Linked DNA regions of Mus musculus: region 1 is linked to region 2. The links are chromatin contacts, called in public promoter capture Hi-C maps. All regions are on one chromosome and are shown on one strand. The core of a region is the stretch at or near the end of the contact, and the rest is flanking DNA. Distances in the headings are between cores, read along the strand shown.

Region 1 (6,867 bases), core at 2,580-5,079, 490 kb after region 2:
AAAATTGTAAAGCTTCTGTAAGGCAAAGGACACTTTCAATAGGACAAAATGGCAACCAACAGATTGGGAAAAGATCTTTACCAATCCTACATCTCATAGAGGATAATATCCAATATATAATAAGAACTCAAGAACCAAAGGCTCCAGAGAACCAAATAACCCTATTTTAATATGGTGTACAGAGCTAAACAAAGAATTCTCACCTGAGGAATACCGAATGGCTGAGAAGCACCTAAAGAAATGTTCATCATCCTTAGCCATCAGGGAAATGCAAATCAAAACAACCCTGAGATCCCACCTCACACCAGTCAGAATGGCTATGATCAAACAATTCAGGTGACAGCAGATGCTGGTGAGGATGTGGAGAAAGAGGAACATCCCTCCATTGTTGGTAGGATTGCAAGCTGGTTTAGCCACTCTGGATATCAGTCTGGCGGTTCCTCAGAAAATTGGACATAGTAATACTACCTGAGGGCTCAGCTATACCACTCCTGGGCATATACCCAGAAGATGCTTGAACATGTAATAAGGATACATGCTCTGCTATGTTCTTAGCAGCCTTATTTACAATAGCCAGAAGGTGGAAAGAATCTAGATGTCCCTCAACAGAGGAATAAATACAGAAAACATGGTACATTTACACAATGGAGACTAATCAGCTATTAAAAACGGTGAATTTATGAAATTCTTAGGCAAATGGATGAAACTAGAAAATATCACCCTGAGTGAGGTAACCCAATCACAAAAGAGCACACATGGTATGCACTCACTGATAAGTAGATATTAGCCCCAAAACTCGGAATACCCAAGATACAATTCACAGACCATATGAAGCTCAAGAAGAAGTTAGACCTAAGTGTGGATACTTTGGCTCTTCTTAGAAGGGGGAACAAAATACCGATGGGAAGAGATACAAAGTGTGGAGCAGAGACTGAAGGAAAGTCCATCCAGAGATTGGGGATCCATGCCATATACAGTTACCAAATCCAGACAGTATTGTGGATGCCAACAAGTGCTTGCTGGCAGAAGTCTGATTTAGCTGTCTCCTGAGAGGATCGGCCAGTGCCTGACAAATACAGAGGTGGATGCTCTCAACCAACCATTGGACGGAGCACAGGGTCCCCAGTGGAAGAGCTAGAAAACTGAAGAAGCTGAAGGGATTTGCAGCCCCATATGAGGATCAACAACACGAAACAATCTGAAACCCCAGAGCTCCCAGGGACTAAACCACCAACCAGAGTACACATGGAAGGACCCATGGCTACAACTGCATATTTAGAAGAGGATGGCCTTGTCGCACATTAATGGGAGGAGACACCCTTGGTCCTGTGAAGGCTTGATGCTCAGTGTATGGGAATGCCAGGAGACAGGGTGGGTAGTGAGCATGGGTTGGGGGGAGGTGGGGTGTGATAGAGGGGTTTCAGAGAGGAAACCAAGAAAAAAGATAACATTTGAAATGTAAATAAAGAAAATATCTAATAAAAAATTTCAAGACGGGCATGGTGGCGCACATCTTTAATCCCAGCACTGGGGAGGCAGAGGCAGGCGGATTTCTGAGTTCGAGGCCAGCCTGATCTACAGAGTGAGTTCCAGGACAGCCAGGGCTATACAGAGAAACCCTGTCTCGAAAACAAACAAACACCAGAAAAAGTCAACCTTACTTCTGTTTCTATTTTTAGAGAGAGGAAAGGAGACAGGAAAGGAAGGAAGCTGAACAACTTTAAGATTTTAAGCTAAGAGCAGATTCAACTTGGAAAACATAAAAAGAAAAATTTAAAGTTGAGTAGGTAGGAAAGTAGGGTGGGTCTGGGAGGAATTGGGGGATGTAAACATGATCAAATACATTTGAATGGAATTCTCAAAGAATTAATAATATTTTTAAAACGATTATAAGCCAAGAGAAACAATCACTTTTAATGTGTTTTGGATACAAAATATGTTCATTTTACAATAATTATGTTATTGTGTCTTAGCCTATTGCCTCAGAGGTAGGATGTTCACTTGGGACTTCTGAGGGGTCAGCCCTTATTTCAATGTCCCTTGGAAAAACCATGTATTGTCCTATTTGACCCAGGACAGGGAATAAATCTAAAATTTTTTATCATCAATATCCATGCACTTAATATAAGTTAAGCATAGTTTTGACAGAAACAAACAAACAAACAGAAAACAAATAATATCAACAACAAAGGCAGAAGCAGATCAACCTGAGGTATTATATAAGCCATGTATTTAAGGAGAGTCTGGCAAAATCTCAACGTAGCACAGGCATTCCTGGTCCCTCATATCACAGTGATGGATATGAGACACCGGAAATGCCGGTGCTAAAGGTAAAGAAATCATTCCCTATCTTAGCACCCAGGGAGCTTTCTCCAACTTTAAGGACGTCTACTAAGGCCAAACCAAAAGTTTTGCTTTGACACAGAAAAATTTTAGGGCTAGTTGTATAATAATTATATTTTAATACAAGCTTAAGCATTAGGGTTAAGAGAAAGTCACTCAAGGAGAAAATAAGACATACTCGAGTGTGATGATATTTTTTAAAGGAAAGTAGCTTTTAAAGGGGAAATTCTTAGTGTAAAATGGCATCTCTCTTTCCCACATTTTAATCCTAAAACAGGCCATAATGTTTTATGTGATCCTGATTTTTATTCTGTTACAAAATGAAGAGGAATGTTCAGAGAGAAAAATAAGGGTTAATTTAAAATGTATTTCTAGGCTTTATATAACTTTTAAATATTAACATTTACCTTTTTAACACTGTAAGCTTGCAGGTAGTTTTTAGAGCTCCTACTAATTTTTGTAAATTACCAATCTTATCACTTTGGGTAATTTTGAATTTTAATTTAAATACTCATGTATGTATGATTTTCTTTGATTTTCCTATCTAGTACCTTTAGTTAAGGACACAAAACTAATCAATGTAGAGATAGTAGATGTCCACCATTGAGTCAATGTAAAGGCAAGATACTTTTAATTCAGTTTTCTCTCTTTTTAAAAAAAAAAAATGTCTTCAGACAGTGGTGGTGTACGCCTTTAATCTCAGAAAGCAGAGGCAGGCTGTATCTGTAAGTTTGAGGCCTGCCTGGTCTACAAATCAAATTCCAGGATAGCCAGGAGTATGCAGAGAATCCCTGTCACCAAAAACCAAAACCCCAAATCCAAAACTCAAGAACAAAACCCCAAAACTAAGCCTAAACAAACAAACAAACAAGAAGACCAAAACAAAAATCAAACATACAAAAATTAAAAAAAAACATGCAAGGTGAATTAATATACCTTTCATATATGAAACCCATTGTGCTAAATCTGGCTTTCTTCAATCACGTTCTCCCCTTGTTAAATCAAATAGGGAGGAGAAACAGAGGAACAGACTGAATTTAGTGATGTAATAAACTGAAAGGTCAGAAACCATGCCTTTAGAGGTCTGAAAGCCAACCCAAAACAAAATCCAGAACTGTTGAATATCAGGACAAAGCTAAGAAAGGAACGTGGTATTTTAAACCAGATACATTGAAAACAAACAGAAAACGAAAATCTAACAGTATCCTAAATAGCCACCTCAGAACATACAGCAAATGAACTTTAAACCAAACCCGGGGACAGTCACATCTCAGAAAGAATCAAAATTTTCCCAACCATGATTACAGCTCCATGAAATTCTTATCGGAACAAAACAAAAAGAGTCACTAAGCAAGACTACATTTCAGATATACCTGTGATAGCAGCAGGAGAAAAGATGGCAGCTAAGCAGAAAATTCTCTAGGACATGGTTCAGATGCTTGTCTGATAACACTGTTAGCCATTTGATTGGCGGAAGACAGTGGTCTGGCAAGTCAGCACACTGCAAAGGGCTTCACCTGTTACAGGGACACTAGGTCAAACACAAAGGAGAACAAAGGTGGCTCTTTACATGGCTAAAGATTAACTTAGGGTAGATGAAAATTAGGCTCTGATCTCCAGCTTCCAGAAAATCACGAGTGAGACTTTCAGCTATAGACAGAGGCTTCAGCCAATGTATTGGGGTGGGGGTGGGGAGTGTTTGTTTTGTTGTTTTTTTGCTTGGTTGTTTAGTGTTTGGATTTTGGTTTATTTCTTTGGTTTGGTTTGGTTTGGTCTGGTTTTCTCAGGAACTTTCTTCATACCTGTTTGCTTGGCTCGTGTTCTTCTTTTCCTGGTTTATTTGATACCAGGTAAATGTGGATAATATACTTTTAAATACTATCATCTACCTATCTTGCTAGAGTGCAAGTTTCTAGAGGGTGAAGTGAGTTTTTCTCTTTTATCTCTGATTTACACTTAAGATTTTAGAATAAGTTCCACAGAAAATAGGATCTCAGTATGTCTCTATATTTATTATTGGACAAATAAAAAGATGCTAGGTCTTATTTGTTCTACAACCCCAAATATGATAAGAAATGGTACTATAGAAAAGTTTATGTCTGTATGATTTTAAGTTTATTAAGCATAATATCATTTCTGCAAAACTATGCACACTGTGTGTTTCTAAAGCAAGAAATAACTAGAGCATTCGCAGTGCTGTACGCCATGCAGAACAAATGGCTTCTAAGCAAGAATTTGAATAATTTCCCCCTCTTCTAATTCTTCGTAACAAATACTTTATTTATCTGGAATTCTTGCTTGAAACACACATGTGTCTAATATGTGGAAACAAACAGAAAGCAAGTCCACTTGCACTAGCTCATGTTAACTTGCACTAGCTCATGTTAGTTAATTCTGGGAAAAACTCATTGGGAATTATGACAGATATCACGGAGGAGACATGGAGTCCACACTTGCATAGTTTCATGTTTTAAAACCCCCTCACTGATGGTGGAGCTAAGGGAACAGTGGCCTTTGACTGCCCAGCACTGACCCCACTGTGAAATATGGTTGCTTGCTTCAGTGCGAGTCAATACAAACCATTTTTAAAAGAATTCTCAATGTATTAAGATACAAGCATAGAAAACATCTTAGTAGAAATTTCATACCAACAGCTATGTTTAACTCCTATTTTCCAATGTGTAGATTCTCTTTAATACCCTTTAGATAAATGGCATTACTGTTGGGCATATTTGGTTTTTAGTTTAGCTTAGCACTTAAGAACTAGAAAAGTCAAGGGGACCAGTGCTTCCTTCTCTTTTCTGGATTTATGGTCATGAAGTTTGTATAACTCACGGTCTTATTCATATAGGAAATATTTTATAGGGGCCTATGTAAAATCATCACTATAGTACTAGGGTTGTATTTGTGGAATATAAAAACGGAGGCTCATTTTAAAGCAAGAAGATGGGTTTTTGGAAAAAGACAAAAACCAAGAACGTTTATTGAGCTGTTGTATTGTGATACAGCCCACAAGCTGCTAATGTGCAGCATCCCTGATGACATGGTGCTAAATACAATCCCATGACTATGACAGGTCATACAATTTTCTAAAAGGAGTAGAATACTCTTGTACCATGGTCTTATTTTTCTTAAAAATATATATTTTATTACTATAAAACATACTGTAACTAATAACCATGATATATTTTTGTATTTAGTTGTAAAGTGAAGTTAAGCCCAAGTTTGAAATAATTATGCATATGTTTGTCATGCAAATGTTTGTCATTTACTGGCAGTCAGTCTAGAATTAGGAAAGTTTGTCTTATGTATTAAGGCCACAAAACTGGTGAAATGTAAACTTCTCCCCTAGGGGTCTTGATTTTTTCCATTGGGAACCAGTCTTCATATGGGGTACATCTCATGGGCTTCTCTTTCCCCTTGCTGCTCTCTGCTTTGCCTTTGCTTCTTGCAGTCTTTGATGGCATATGACAGAAGATGAAGAAAAGGAGCGAGCATCTTCTTAACTGGAGTGTGGTCCTCTATCCTCATCCCAATGAGCACCAGCCATTACCTTACCTTATTGGGCTTTGGCCTAACCTGAAAGCTTAGACTATGAGGGATGAAGAAAAATTTAGTGTTGTCTGTTTTCAATTTTCAACTGCATTCTTGAGTATGAAGAAACAACTAAGCCATTTATATTAATTTAAAAGAAGTGTGTGGAAGTAGAATTCACATCAGACCAGAAGATGAGCTTTTATATTGGAAGCATCCCATCATTGTGTGATTCTGGGTGTTTGCATTCTGGACAAGCGTTGTGTCACTGTAAGATGGTCAGACCACAAAGAAGAAAAATTGTGTGTGTGTGTGTGTATATATATATATATATACACACATATATAATTTAATTTTTTACATTTATTTACTGGGGGTTGGAGGGTATTAGCATAAGTGTAGAGATTCTCTAACATTTATGGCCCAAGGGATTGAAATCGTGTTGTTAGGCTTAGTGTGACTAATACCTCTATCCACAGAACTGTCTCACTAGCTGTGTCTGACTTCCTTGAACCCTTAACTGCTATTTAACTCTAAACATTAAAAACCCCCTCCCCACACACGTAAGCTCTTTCTCATCTGTCTCAGTATCCTTGAGGAGGTTGAAATTTGTGTTCCCTGCTTTCGGTATGTGAAGTCTCTTTGACTTTTTTCACACAGACCTAGGGCTTTCAATTTGCAAGCTTTCTAGAATTTTCTAAGACTGTTCTCTAAAATAAAAAATGTATATAACATGTATTAAATATAACATATCTAATTTTAAACCTCGATTGAGAAATCACCTATTAAAAATGATGTTAGATAGATGTCATGCTTTCCTATAGCAAGGGAATATGCCGTAAGGCGGTGATTTCATCTGCATGTTTGATTTTATTCTAGTGAATATTATGCAGAACAATGGGCAGCTGTGAGGACTGAAACATCTGACAAGTATTAGACTTCCTTGAAGCAGAGCCCAGATGCAGGTTGTGGTTCAGATCACTGAGTCAT
Region 2 (6,755 bases), core at 759-3,258:
TGCGCCCTCTAGTGGTTTGCTGGTAAATATAACTGTTTGTGACAGTACTGGTGAATCAGGAGTTGAACATTGAAATCATACAGGCAAATTTAACTTCAAGAGCTCCCAAAATGACAGAATTCCTAAAATAGTTCCAAAGAGTTTTCTAAGAAAAGGAAAATTCTCCCAGAAATATGGCATCACTTGGAGGCAGTGGCAGGGAGATCTCTGAGCTTGAAGCCAGCCTGAGCTATATAATGAGATCTCCTCTGGGGTTGGGAGGTGGGGTTGGGTTGTCTTAACACAGTATTTCATAGCACAGTTGATAATCTACCATCTGCTTCTGTAATAAAAAAAAAAAGGTCCCATATCCTCGACTGTTTACTCACCTTAGTTATATTTGCATTAAAATGAATGCACTAAAACCATTTCTGTGCATAACGATTACATTAATATAAGGAGTCACTGAAAGTGTGTGGGTGATGAGGGCAGGACTGCTTTCTGGTCTTGCCAATCACACATGGTTTACTGTTCATTTACATTATTGGGCTGGTTTTGTTGTACACAGTGAGCAAGCATCTACTACAAGCATTTCAAGCAGCTGTAATCTTTAATACAGACCCCTTCATATCTGTAGAATTATTTACACTAGGAGAATCAATTGGGGGAAATCCTCAAGATTACATGAATGGTTGTATCTAAGGTGAACTAACTTTGTAATTACATTGCTCCCAAAGAGAAGTGCATCTGCAGGAAAAGCCAGCCACTAGAGGAGGCAACTGCATAGGCGATTTCTGAGCTAGTGTCCAACCCTCCATACAGTCAAGTTTATGCTTTGCTTTTATAATAAAAACATTAGTTATTAGTTTTTATAATACGTTAAACTAATGTAGTTAAAAGGCACTGGTGTCCTGATTTAGGAGTCACTCCTCAGCATAATACCGGGAACCTTTAAGCATTTAAGTCATCAGTTTATACGTCTAACAATCTTAGGTAAGTATCTTAACTTCTCCATGCCTGTTTCACCATTTTTTAACATGAAGATGATGGTAACTCCAGAAGATGTTCATGCATACGAGCTTGCGGGTGTGTTTCTTGTGTTTTTCTTTCTTTCCTTTTCAATCTTTTTGTTTGTTTGTTTGCATGTTTTGTTTTCTAGAGGGAGAAAGAAAGAAGGTGCGTGGAAGCAAGTGTGGCGGTAGGGGCAGATCTAGGATGAGTTGGGGGAGGGGAGACCTGATCAGAACATATTGTATGAAAAATTGTAGTACAAAAACAAAACAAAACAAGGAAAAGATGCTCATGTAGATAAATGCATAAGGTCATACACATGAAGCCATTAACAAAATTTCTCCCAATTCGTAAGTTTTCATTGTTACCTATTGTTATTAGCTCTGGGTTTGCTGCCCCCCACAGCAAAGTTACCCCGTTACTTTCTCCTTTATACTACTAATAACAAGATCAGGGCTTTAAAGTGACAAGTGCCCTCATACTTACTGACATCTGCCTCGACTTGCCTTTGCTAAAGCAGGTAGAAAAATGATAGGTGGGGTAGACGAAATCCTTTGATTTTTCTAGAGCGTTTTCAGGAAATGCCAAGAATGAAGAAGAACCTACGGCTGGCCATCAGTATCTTAGGGGTCCTGCCTCCCACTTTCCTCAGGGCACACCCAGAGCCACTGGGAAATTCCTTGTCTTAAGTCACCTTTCCAAGTGCTCTTTATGGAGGTCAATCAGTCTCTTTCCTCGCCTCTCTAGCCCAGGTGTGCTTTCTCTTGCACTCCTAGAGGGCATCTTGTCAAAGTGGACTATCTACAGACGCTTCAGAGTTGTTTAGTTCAGTGGCCAGACTACCTAAGTCATAGGTATTCGCCTCGCCCAACGCTCTTCCAAGTCCAGGTAGTGGCTCTGGAACAGAAGGAGTCCCAGTTCATTGAAGCGACTGCTTCTTGGGAAATGTAGTACTGAAGTTGGCCTCCTCCTTTGATTGCAGCCGGAAAACTACATTTCCCGTCATGCTCGGGGAAAGGAAGGCTGACCCAGGCGGGCAGCTCCACGTGACGACTCACTATGGCTTCCCTGTGTTGTAGCCGGCTGTCTGGTGGGATTATGTGATTTGTTACTTCTCCGAGGCAGGGTAATTGTCTCTCGACTTCGACATGCAAAAAATCAAATCTCTCATGACCCGGCAGGTGAGTTCTGTTTTCTGAACTAAAGAGCTTCCCGCTCCCGGCTGTGAGAGGCGCCGAGACGCCCAGTTCCTTGGTGGCGGCGGGCGTAGGCTTAAGTTATAGTGGGTGGCGGGGCTCAGGGGTGTTGGGCAGCTAAGTAGTACACTGGAAATCTCAACTGAGCCTCCTAGATCCGACCTCGACTCCTTGAAAGAAGTGTCTTCCTACAAACATTTCGTTTAGACAAAGCCAATCAGGGAGCTGGGCTGTCTTTGTACCTTCTCCTTTGCTTTAGTTTCCTTTCCAGGACAGCCTTAGCTGCTTTGCAGCGTCCCCCTCGTCCTCACTGGTGGTCGTTTGCCAGTAGGTGCCCTGGAAAGTGAGGTGGGGTCTGTGCAGTAGAGAAAACTCGAAAGAGCAAGGGTGAAGGCAAAGGGCTGTTTGTAGCCAACATTGGTAGTGTTGTGGATTGGCAGTAACTCTCCAAACTTGTAGCTGTGTTTTTGGATTTAAACATGGGAATGACAATTCCTTTTCTATCCCCCTCCCATCTCAAAGTATCGCATTGTAAGTCACCAGTAAGCTAGTATATGTCAGCATTCTTTGTGTATTGCTACTTAAAAAATAAAATTCTGACAAAGAATTTTTTTTTTCAGAATGATAATTCAGGAATAAGACTGGTACTATATCTTGTCTCACATATGTTAGAGCTTCCTAATACTGTGTCTCAACTTCCTTCGAGGAGTTGAAGAAATGTATGTTTTTTTTAGGTATTTATTGATCATTTTATTTCAGAAACCTTTGTTTTGACTGTAGCATTTTTAGCTACTGAAACATAATTAGAATTTTTCTTTGTTTTAATAAGAAAGAAGTGCAATTTAGATGAGTTTTAAAATCATTGTGGCTTAGAAATGTTGGTAGAGTCCTTTCTTTAAAGCTTCACTTATAATTTCTTTTTCTTAACAAGAGAACAGAAGACTTCTTGTCCTGCTTGAGGATTCAAAGTGTCAGCAGTAGTGGGACAGACACTTGTAATTTCTTATAGACAGTACGTACGTGATCCTTGCATAATGCTTTTCTTTTTCTTGATTTGAGTCGAGAAACTAGGAAAAAATTTTCTATGAATAATAAAACAAACAAGCAGGGGGCAGAGGCACTTAGCAGCCTTTCACGTTGTTGGACACTGGCGCTGTGCGTCTTGCTGCTTCTTACTTGAGAATAGGTTTGGAGGCTGCTCCATCCTGAGGTGAGAGGAGAGGGAGCAGACACTCAGGAGCCCCTCAGATTTGGATGACTACATTCTGGTTTTGCGTTCTGTCTCCTTGGTCTTGCCTGTTAAGCAGCATAGTCCATTGTCTGCCATACAGCTTATAAATACCTTGGGCTGCTGCATTTGGGTTTTTTCTTCCTAAGGTTGGTGCTCTCCTTAAATTCCAAAGAATTCCAGAGAACTGGTGATAATATATCCATAATGTTTGTAAATGTAATGCTGACTCTGCAGAAAGTGTGAATTCTTAAGCCTCACACAGTTTACTGAATTATAGTAGGTTATATCTGTAGTTAGTTGGAGAAAAAAAATCTTTAGAACGTATACAAGAAACTACTGTATAAATAATAGTAATGTAAAGTTAACAGGTTTATGCAAATGTGTGGCCCTAATTATATATGTTTAAAGCTCAATTTATACATATATTATTATTGTGCTGTTGATGTATATTAAAGAGATGAAATTCTGATTTATGAAAATTTAATTTTATTTGGGTTCTCTCTCTCTCTCTCTCTCTCTCTCTCTCTGTCTCTCTGTCTCTGTGGCTCGATTGCTCACCATTTTGATTGTTCTTTGCAGAACGTTCACAGGGATGGGTGCCCTTAGTTAGCTGGCCTTATGTAGATGAGACCTGTGACTCATCGTTCCTCACTATGCTGGCTTCTGTTCATTCAGTTTTGTCAAACTGAATTGAGTGTTGTGGGCCAGGCACTATTCCAGCAGATTTGGGAGAGGCAACAATGAATAGAATAGACAGTGAGTGCTAAGGAAGACTTGGTGAGGGAAATGTTTCAGGGAAATGTTTGAGGAGAAGGAAATAAGGAGGCCTGGAAGGCTTGGTAATTTAAGTTCAATTATATCTGTAGATATGGGCTGGTCCTAGAAAGCTTCAGTGCAAAAATAATACAAAGGCCTGAGAGAAGTGAGTGGGTGAACTGGATTAGTGGATAACAGCAGAAGAACAAATTCAGGAACTATTACGGTCCACTGTAGGCAGACTACAGGGAATAAAGGAAATGGCCTTAGGAGATGATGTTAGGACGTAGGCAGGAAGCAGGTGACACTGAACTTTACAGGTCAGAGCATGCCTTGACTTTTGTTCTGAGTGGCCATTTTGGCCCGTTTTAGTAATATACTTAAGAAGGGAGAAAAAAAGAATAGAGACTCCAGAGACTGCTGCAGTGATCCCGGTGGTAGAGAGAATGGGCCTTCACCAGGATGCTAGTGGTGGACATGCACGGAGGCTGCGCCATTGTGGACCTGATGTAAATTCCCTCCTGTGTTGTGTAAAGAGTCAAGGGTGGCCCAATTTGGTTTAGCTCCTGTAGTTAGAAGAATAGATTTATCACTTTGTGATATGGAGAACCCTGGAGGAGCAGTGATTTCAGGGAAGAGGGTTTTAGACGGTTTTATATGAAGGCTGCTTAGATATTTAAGTAGAGACTTTGACAAATGGGTCCGAGTTTATGGGCAGGAATCTGAGGCATAGATAAACCTTCAGGAATTACAAGTCTATTGCAGCCAAACACAGATAGACTGGCAGACAGCATTGGCTGAAGTGAAGTGGAATGGCAGTAGATATATGAAAAGTCCAAACTGCTCTTTCCATTTAATATTAAGAGATGGATTTTGCAGAGCAGACTATGAAGGATCTGTCAGTGACGTATGAAGTCTGTAGCAGCCTGATGCTTAATAAATACTTACTGAATGAATACGGATAAAGAAGAAAGCATAAGAAAAGCAAGGATTTAAAATATGCTGTAGATCCGTCAGGTAGGACTTGAGTGAGAGTCAGCTTTGGGACTGAGCAGCCCAGGAGCCATGGGGACCTGGGAACAGCCCACTCTCCCTTCCTATCTCTCTCCTTCCATCCCTTCCTCTTTTCCCTTTCTCTTTCTCCCTCTCCTTAAAATTTTTCTTGTTTTTGTAGTTTATATTATATAAATTTATTTAATTTTTATTTGTATGTTTTCCCTGCATTCACTTCTCTGACATGATCCCCTGGAACTGTAGTCACAGACAGTAAGAGCTGCACTTGGGTACTGGGAGTTAAACCCAGGTCCTCGAGTGCTCTTAACTGTTGAGCCCTCTCTCCAGCCCAGACAACAACACTTCTTATGAAGTGGTGGGGAAGAAATTCTGGCTAGGTTGGGCTCAAGTCAACTATGTTGGGGAGAGAGATGAAGAGAAATTATAAAGACTCAAGTCTTTCTAAGATGAGAAGGGACAAATAGCTGCAAAGGTCATTTTGTCCTAATAGGACAAAATTACTAATTTCATAAAAGGAGCAAAAGGTTCATTATAGCTGTACTCGAAGTATCTTTATTGTTGATTGATTTGGACTGGAGAAATGGCTCAGCCATTTAGGCTACTAGGCTCACAACCAGAAGTATAAGAAAGTACAAAGGCAGCTTTATTGATGCTGAATTTTATATACATTTAAGTTGGGGGAAATTGTAAACAAAAATTAGAAAAGAGTATTAGATAGTGGATATGATATTGACAAATGTTTTGTTTAAAAAATGCAGAGCACCACAGTAACAGAGGTAAACTTGTGCCTCAGATGAGAATAGCAGAAATTTGAGTTCATATTTAGTAAGAACTTAAAAAACTGGCAATGAAAGGGTTAACAGCCTGTAGTCTTAAATTACAGTTGTATGCCAGATATATGTGGAGACATGTAGGTCCTTATTTTCATTTCTATAATGTTAAAAGAAAAACCGTTTCTCTATGATCTAATAGTTCTGAGTATAAGGGTTAAAAGTCAAGAGATGCTTGCAAGCTAGCCGGTTCTGCTTTGGTCCCTCACAGGTACTGTCCCTTTCATTCTTTATAATGTTCTTTATAATTTTTAGTTCTCACCATGGTTAGGGTCTGTCACACAGGTCTGTCACACAGGAAGGGTAGATCGATTGTGCAAGGCCACAGGAGAGTTAGGGAACAAACCAGGAAGTCTGTTCTGGAGTTCACTCCATTCTATTGGCTCCTGACATCGTACTCCCAACTTTTATTATTCTTTGTATACTTGGCAGAAATCTGTTGATAATTGTGTAATATTATAGAGGTGAAATCTTCTTTTAGATACTGGTTTATATCACACTTATATTCTGGCATTTATGGAAAGAGAAAATAAACATGCTATATGCATTCAAGGACTTCTGTCCAATAAATTATACCTTTAAAACGTGTTTAAAGACATGCTAACTACATGTTGAAAGTGGCATCTAAGTAATAGTATCATTTGAAGTAATTGAAAACTTTTACTTTCCTATGAGTGCATAGTTCTGTATAGTATATGTATATGGAGTTTTATTTGTCTAAATCAGCTTTGCTCTTTG

What was found. Promoter capture Hi-C pulls out the DNA fragments that hold promoters and counts their contacts.
Region 1: a contact with region 2 is called in a promoter capture Hi-C map of liver, with 2.7 times the contacts expected there. The contact joins the promoter of Tfpi2 here to the promoter of Vps50 in region 2.

What each region holds. Positions count from the first base shown.
Region 1 is chr6:3,985,107-3,991,973 of GRCm38.p6, forward strand. It overlaps Tfpi2 (tissue factor pathway inhibitor 2), which reads right to left and starts at 3,830. Exons shown (of 6, transcript NM_001381907.1): 1 at 3,717-3,830. It also overlaps a transcript of Gngt1 not described here.
Region 2 is chr6:3,496,385-3,503,139 of GRCm38.p6, forward strand. It overlaps Vps50 (VPS50 EARP/GARPII complex subunit), which reads left to right and starts at 2,009. Exons shown (of 28, transcript NM_024260.5): 1 at 2,009-2,171. The coding sequence starts at 2,139. It also overlaps a transcript of Hepacam2 not described here.